Regions from separate parts of the Dromaius novaehollandiae genome. Here region 2 is linked to region 1. A link is a contact called in public Hi-C data. All regions are on one chromosome and are shown on one strand. Each heading gives the region's core, a stretch centred on a gene start, on an enhancer-like site or on the middle of the called end of the contact. The rest is flanking DNA. Distances are from core to core; before and after follow the strand shown.

The links. Hi-C and Micro-C count contacts between places; a contact is called where the count stands out from the background.
Region 2: a contact with region 1 is called in a Hi-C map of liver, with 11 times the contacts expected there. The contact joins the enhancer-like site here to the promoter of ATP5PO in region 1. A contact is called at or near these places in 3 of 4 Hi-C or Micro-C datasets (brain, liver and ovary).

Annotation. Positions count from the first base shown.
Region 1 is chr1:117,641,658-117,645,236 of bDroNov1.hap1, reverse strand. ATP5PO (ATP synthase peripheral stalk subunit OSCP) reads left to right here and starts at 2,054. Exons shown (of 7, transcript XM_026108549.2): 1 at 2,054-2,201; 2 at 2,381-2,431; 3 at 2,539-2,649; 4 at 3,036-3,165; 5 at 3,282-3,394. The coding sequence starts at 2,172.
Region 2 is chr1:117,889,234-117,893,032 of bDroNov1.hap1, reverse strand. All of the region lies in intron 6 of LOC135330602 (a long non-coding RNA gene), which reads right to left. Among named protein-coding and RNA genes, the nearest start is that of KCNE2, 13 kb to the left of the region's middle. Within about 2 kb of position 2,057, at least 2 of the 2 cell types and tissues checked have open chromatin away from gene starts, as enhancers often do.

The sequences.
Region 1 (3,579 bases), core at 805-3,304:
GGAATTATTACAGGTATCCAGCTACAAGAATAAGCTTCATCAGAATTTAAGTTTTCCTTCCAGTATAAGGTTTAAAGGTACAAACTGTTTATCACTTGTGGGATTTTGCATGTCTAAAATTAACCTGAGGGAGGTGCTCTGATTTTAATTCTGGAAAGCATTATCAGAATTTGACCGAATCCCAAGTTCATTAAAGCATCTTCAGCTCTCAGTTATTTGACTGGCCTCAATAAGCCAGATTTTCTTATGTATAAAAATGCTACAAGATCATACAGTGTTTCAGAATGACACTAATAAAATTTTGGACACGTGGCCCTAGTTCAAATAAATCCGTGTGTCATGGATCCATGTGCACCATTTCAAAACATCCATGCATGCACATTATCACAAAAAGTAGACAGAATATGCTCTTCTTCTTAAAGAAAAACAAAGACTTTTCTGCATTTTAGATATGCATTTCTTAGTACCATAGATATTAAAATTATTCAGAAGAATGGTGTTATGTCAGGCTTAAATGTGTCATGGACTATACTTGTATATCTTTGAATGTCACCACAGCAAGCACAGCTAGAGACAGAAGAAGGAACCAAATTCCAACATCTAGAAGAAAGCACATTGGTGATCTTGTCTTATCTCTGGTAGGATGGTAGCACAGCTTTTTTATTAAGGCTGTGTTTCCTGCAGAGCATGGTTATAATTCTCTAGGTTTGTCTTAGCCAGGGTGATCACAAAGGTGATCATTAGTCTTTCAATTTGTAGCAACAGCAACATCTAGTGTTTAAAGTCTGCCCTGCATACTGATGTAGCATGTTCGTCATTAATGCAATGCTTTGTATTTCAATAGCACCTCCAGACTGAGCTAGTCAATAATTACTCAAATTTTGTAACAGCTCTATGAAGCAGCCAATTGTTTTACCTTTTCTCGTAGAAAAGATGGAAGAATTAGGGAGAGAAAGAGTTTAATCATTCAAGATAGTGCAGCGATATGCAGGACTTGGGTGAGCTGTTCAAGGTCACACAGGGAGACCGTGACAAAGTCAGAGCTAAAATTCAGATTGCCTGCCCTACGCTTTACCTGGAAGATTGTCTCTTTGCCCCAGGAGATGTTTGGATCTAGTTTATCCAAGGGGAGGAAATAGATCATCATATTTCAGAGAGTTTCACTGTGCTAGAGGACACCAGAGATGTCTGTGAGGAAAGCACAGCTCACATTTTCTCTTTTGAAGAACTTTTATGTGAAGATTTCTTTCTTGGTGCCTCTGAATGGAGGAAATATGTTTGAGTGAATTACAGGAACCTCACAGGAACACAGGAAAGGGCATTAGATGCTAAGTCATAAGTCACTTCACCATACTACAATAATTGCAAGCCGCCCAAGTGATCCTTGTGGCACAGATGACTTTTCCCTTCCCTTAGCCCCTCGACCTGCAAAGACACAAATAATCAGACTGCAGTGACCGAACTGGAGAACATGTTGCAACTGCTCATGCAAGACAGTCACATACTGGGTTGGGGCCTGCAAGGAGAGCAATTGCTGTGGTTACTGTAATTGTCTCTGGAGCCACATTCCTATGACTCTTTCTGCGAAAAATAATTTTCAGCTACACAAGATGACATGTGGGAAGGGGCACAAAGACAGGGATTTTTCATCTTGAGTTTCACCATATGTGGTGTTACAGTTACAGCTTCAGCACCTGGAGGCCAAGGATGTCAGCAGTGCCTCCGCTTTCCTTTCCTTCATGTGCGGGCCAGGCACAAACCACCCGGCCACCAAAAAACAGCAGGCTCCCACGGGAGGAGAGCTGCAGCCACCTTTGCCTCACCCCTCAGACTTGCTAGGCAGCCATGGGGCCCTGACTCATGGCTTTTCCCCTCTAATCCCCAGCCAAGGCGGCTCGGAGGGCCTGGGGGAGCAGCACGCCCGGCGGCGCAGCCAGGGGCGGAGGGCGCTGGGCCCTTGGGCGCGCGCGCCCGGCCGCCCCCCTTCCCCTCCGAGGAACTACACCTCCCAGCAGGCAGCGCGCGGCAGGCCGCCCTTCAGAACTACCTCTCCCAGTGCGCCCCGCAGCAAGGAGGACGGAGGGGGCGGAAAAGGTTGTCGGCGGCCGCGCGTGCGCGTCGCGTCACCGGCGGCGGGGCTCCGCTGTGACCTAGAGTGGCGGTCGGAGAAGATGGCGGCGGCCGCGGGGCTCTGTCTGAAGGTGACGGGCGGGGAGGGCGCGGGGGAGGGCGCGGGGAGATGGGACTGTGTGTGTCTACCCCCCTCCCCCGTGTCAGTGCGGGATCTCGAGCCCCCTCCCTGCCTCACCCACCCCCATGCGCGCGCCCGGCCCGAGGTGGCGGTTGCGCCGCGATGCTACCCGTTACATGCGTCCCGCAGGTGCGGCACCTGAGCATGTCCGCGGCGAGGCCTGTCTCCAAGCTGGTCAAGGTGAGGGGGTCTGGGGAAAGGGGGAGGAGGAGGAAGGGGGTCACCGGCGAGCCGTAGGCTCCCCGGCTCCGGGCAGCTCTCAGCGCCCGCCTGCTCTCGCTCCCCAGCCCCCCATCCAGGTATACGGGCTGGAGGGCCGCTACGCCACCGCGCTGTACTCCGCCGCCTCCAAGCAGAAGAAGTTGGACCAGGTAGAGAAGGAGCTGAGCCGAGTCTGGGTAAGGCCTAAGCTCTCACGGCAGTTTGGGGGCAGCAGGGCTCACCTACAGCTTCTCAGTAGGGGATGGATTCAGCTCTTAAATACTCTGCCCCCCCCCCCCCCTTTTAAGTCTGCTGCCTGTACCTGCAGTCTGTTTTTGTGTTGGTCCTTTTTGCCTCTAGTGCTGCTCCTCAGCCTGTTGTTTAGCAGTGATACAGCATCAGCTGTGAAAGAAGCATATTGTAAATGTGCAACATGTGAAGTTGTTATTTCCTAACTGCTTACTTCTGACCTTTCTTTATTCTTGCTCAACTAATGACCTTGTTGCCCACCCTGAATCGTCTAGGTTGGCCTTGTAATGCCTAGAAAATTCCTGGCTTTCATGTCATTTGTGTATTCTCTTAGACTCTTATGAAGGATCCCAAACTATCCAGTGTTGTTATGAACCCTCATACCAAGAGCACAGTTAAACAAAAAGCTGTAAACGATGTTTTAGCAAAAGAGAAGATGTCCCCTATTACTGTCAACCTGATGAGTAAGTAAGCATTTGAATTTTGAAAAACATCTAAGGCTAATTGTTATGACCAGTAGCTAACCACACCTGCTTCTTTTGGGTGCTTTAAACCCTCTTAATACATCCACCTTTTCCAGACTTGCTTGCTGAAAACGGTCGCTTGCGTTACACTCCAGATATTGTTTCTGCATTTGGGAAGATCATGAGCGCATACCGAGGAGAAGTGCTGTGCACAGTTACCACTGCCCAGGTGAGTTAGAATAATCTAGACCAAGCTAACAGGCAATGGCATAAAAGACAAACTTCTTTAGTTTAATTTTGCTCTCTCTAGCATAAGCAGCTTGCTGTATGAACACTGAGGAAAAATCTCACCTCTTACCAAGGTGAAAGTCTCTCTGCAACTGGCTTTTTGGTATCCAGCAATTACTGGTTGGA
Region 2 (3,799 bases), core at 808-3,307, 250 kb before region 1:
TTACTGAAATCAATGGGAGCTAGGAATCAAAACAGCTTTGAGGATCTGAGTGGACGGTTTGTCCAGTCACTGAGTGACTCTGTGATGGGACGGGAGGCTGAATTTAGGTCTTCTCAGTCCTGGCTGTCTCCACTGACCCACTGAGCTCTCGTGCTTTTGTTGTAGAGGCTGAAATATGAAACCAGTCCTCCATGGAAAATGAATCAAAAATTTTTATTCCTGTATTATGCCCTACCTTGCACGCAACATCCGTGCTACCTGGATGATGAAAGTCTGCCTGAGAGTCCCCACATAACTGTTAGTGTCCTAGAATTCCCTTGCTCTTTTAAACAAGAATGTCTATTACTAATTCCAAGGTGAGGGGTATTTTTAATTAATCATTAATATTACATCGTGGGTGTCTGAAACTCACATAATGAGAAGAGTAAGGACGAAAGGCTCATCTGAACAGTCCTGAACTTTGTGGAATCAGAGATCAAATGCCATGTCAAGCATCATTAATAATGCATTGAAACCAGCTATTCTCTTAAACTGACGGAACTGAGGAACTCAGAGCCATCTTTGCAATAGAATCTGATCCTGATACATATCACTGTACATCTGAGCTCTTTCTAGATTAATCAGAATCCCAGAGCAAAGTCCCTGATAAATTTTATGAGATCTTCAGCTCTATCAGGGAAACAATCTCAAATGCATGTGCAAAGCAGGGATCCAAATTCACAGTCTCTACAGCATCACTATGAGAACTAGGCAGAAAACACTAATTCCATTTCACATACAATTTTTTTTGTTACAAAATGTAATCTCCTTCCAACCTGAACTAAAACTCAAACATTGCACCTTCCTCTTGGAAAGGGAATGGAGTCTCAGGTAGGTGGGTGGGGGTGCAGGGGCAGTCTGTATGGTGCCTGGGCTACTGAGGAGTTGTGAGATGGGTGAGTCAAAATCTCATCCAAACCGAAAACCCTTAGGTTTTGACAGGTTGGTGAGTTCCTTGCTTTGTTGCTGTTTCTTCAGTCAGCTGTCATGGTTATGGATCCAGTCCACAGAGAGGGTATTACTGCATGGTTCAGCACAGCACCCTCCCTCTGCCGCTACTGCTGGCTGCAGCAGAAAGTTTAACGGGATCTCTTGGGTGCATATATGAACAAGTTCAGAGAAGGGATAATCCAGAGGTTAGCTCATGGACATCAAAGCCATGTTCCTCCTTAGGAAGGGAGGACTTTAATTCAGAAATCAGGATAGTAGCACCCACGCCAGACAAGGAGAAGTCTGGGCTTGGCCCAGTTGAGTTAACAGTACCTCCTGCACATCCCTCCAGCTAGATGATAAGCTGTGGGAAATGAGGGATCAGGGTCTTTCAGTTTTTCAGCTTCAGATTTGATGTATATATTATCTATGTAGGAGTTACCTATCAAAGACAGGACTTGAATCTAGGGTAGTCTAAATTACTGCTGGAAAAGTTCCAAGGAAGGTTAAACCTGAAATTTAGGTAGCAGGGATAGCTATAGCAGTGTAGGCTCAGACAGACTTCTTCACAGGCTGTACAGCCTAGTGGGCACATTGAACTGTATTGAGGGGGGCAGTTTGCATGGAAATAACTTTCCCAGTTAGATTAAAATTCCCAGAGAAAGCCTATCCATGTGCAGTTGTTGTAGAGGCAAACACAGTGTCTAGGTTGGTATCATTTACAAATGGAGCAAGACAGAAGGAGGCATGATTTACACTGGCTGAGATACACTTAGCATCTCCACTGAATCTGGCCAAGAAGATCGAGTGCAAAGTCATCAGGAGTCAAAGTGCAGAAGACAGTCAATATTTTTCATCTTTGCAAGCTGGTCAGTGTCAAAGTTTGGCCAACCAAAAGGCAGGAGCCAACAGCTAGGTAACTTTACAAGTTGGCAATTATATTTACTCTACTATTATGACATGCAAATTCATCTTCGGTCTTGCACTATGCCTATATATAGCTAAAGAGAAAGCCAGAGGTTCATTTCATGCAGATCAGGTGCCGTTTTCAGGAGCGACCACACCGTGTCCCCACAGAGCTGTACTTCCATCCCTCCACATACCAACAGAAATGCTTCCAAATGGTGGCTCATCTGCATGCCCATAAATATACCCCCCTCCAGCACTGCTGAAACCCCTAGTTATATGGTTAGAGCTGGCAGGAAAATAATCCTGACCTTCAATTGCTACCAGTCCACTTAGTTCAGGCCTGGTGAAGCAAGTATGGATACTCGTAAAAAAAAAACAAACAACATGGAAAGGTCAAAATTCAAGGTCTGGTGTTCATTGCTAAGAAATAAAACTGAGAACCTTCCTCGTTTACATAATACATTTCATGCTGAGACCTGAAAGGTCTTGAAAACAAAGGTAAGCACCACTTAGCCCCATTTCACAGACGGAAAAGCAAGCAGAATGCCAAGACCACCCAACAGGCAAATAGCAGACCTGAGCCAGATTAGGCTTCTGTCCATCCAGTCTCACTCCACTGGACCACAATCTCAAGCCTGTGATAAGGCGACAGTATGGGTTTTTGTTTTCTCTCTCCCCTTAAACATAAAGTCTCCCTGGCTGAGGGATTTGAGTGAGTCAGCTCTTATCTGTGCCTCCAATCTGTGCCTGTTCTGCCCTGTTCACCTGCCCCTGAAGCTCCCTTGAGGCCAGACTCTCTGAGCACCAGCAACACAGGCCATGGTGCCTGGTCCCCCTCTCTTGTCCCTTCAAACACAACATGTCTCTTCAGAAGCTGGGCACTGCCAGCAAAACACTCTAATCTACATCTCTGCAGCCAGGCATGCCAAACACTTGAACACTGAATGGTGGGAGCTACTTGTCTGAAGCCAGATAAGGCTCACACAGTCGTCACTAACCGGGGCAGAGGGGTTGGAGGGGTGGGAAGAAGAAATATGTGCAGGGCCATGATTTCACAGTGAGGACCTGCAACAGCTGTAGGTATGCAGAGATCCCTGGACAGACTGGCCACTGGGGTAAATGCAGATTGGAGAGCCATGCTGGGCAAAGGTGAAAAAGTTAAAGGAGGACTTCAAAGCCAAGAGCGGGAACAACCACTTGAGATGGGGAAAGATATTTCAGTCTCAAGTATGTAGCCTTTCAGGTAGTCTGTTGACTTTCATGCAAGCCTTTCAGGCAAGGAAAGCCCTTGGATGAAAGAAGAATCACCCACCAGGAGGATGTAGATTTGAAGGACAATTTGCAGCTCTCAGAGAGGATGGTAGTAGTGACACATCCATGTGACAATGGCCTCATCTGGCTACAGTCTCACCATAAGCCTGGCAGCAACAGTCACTCTTTGGCTAGGGTCATTGTATCCTGACAGCAAGCTCTTTGCCCTTAAAGCCAGACTGCCTACCCTATCCCAGTCATGCACCCAGAAGGCTTGTCATGCTTCCACCTACCAAGCTCACCCCACCAACCCTTCCACCAGCTCATTCAGCATCAAGGGCTTTTCCACCAACTAATCCTCGGATGATGCTGACATCGTTGTTGCTCCAGAATAACTTATTGTAAACTCCCCTATTCCCCAGAATGACTCCCCAAAATATGACCTAAGCAGCAAAAGAAGGGAACCAGGAAGTCTGGTTTTGAGCCACATAATTTGATGTTGATGGAACAAGGTGGAGGAGCCCAAGAGAGAGCTATGGGGAACAGCACTGCAGCACTAGCTGCACAAGTGCAAAGCTGGAGGACAAGCCCCTGGGACAAGCTCCCTTTACTACACAGGACTTTGGCTTAGACACATAGCAAATCATGGCTTGCTGCCCTGTATGTGCCC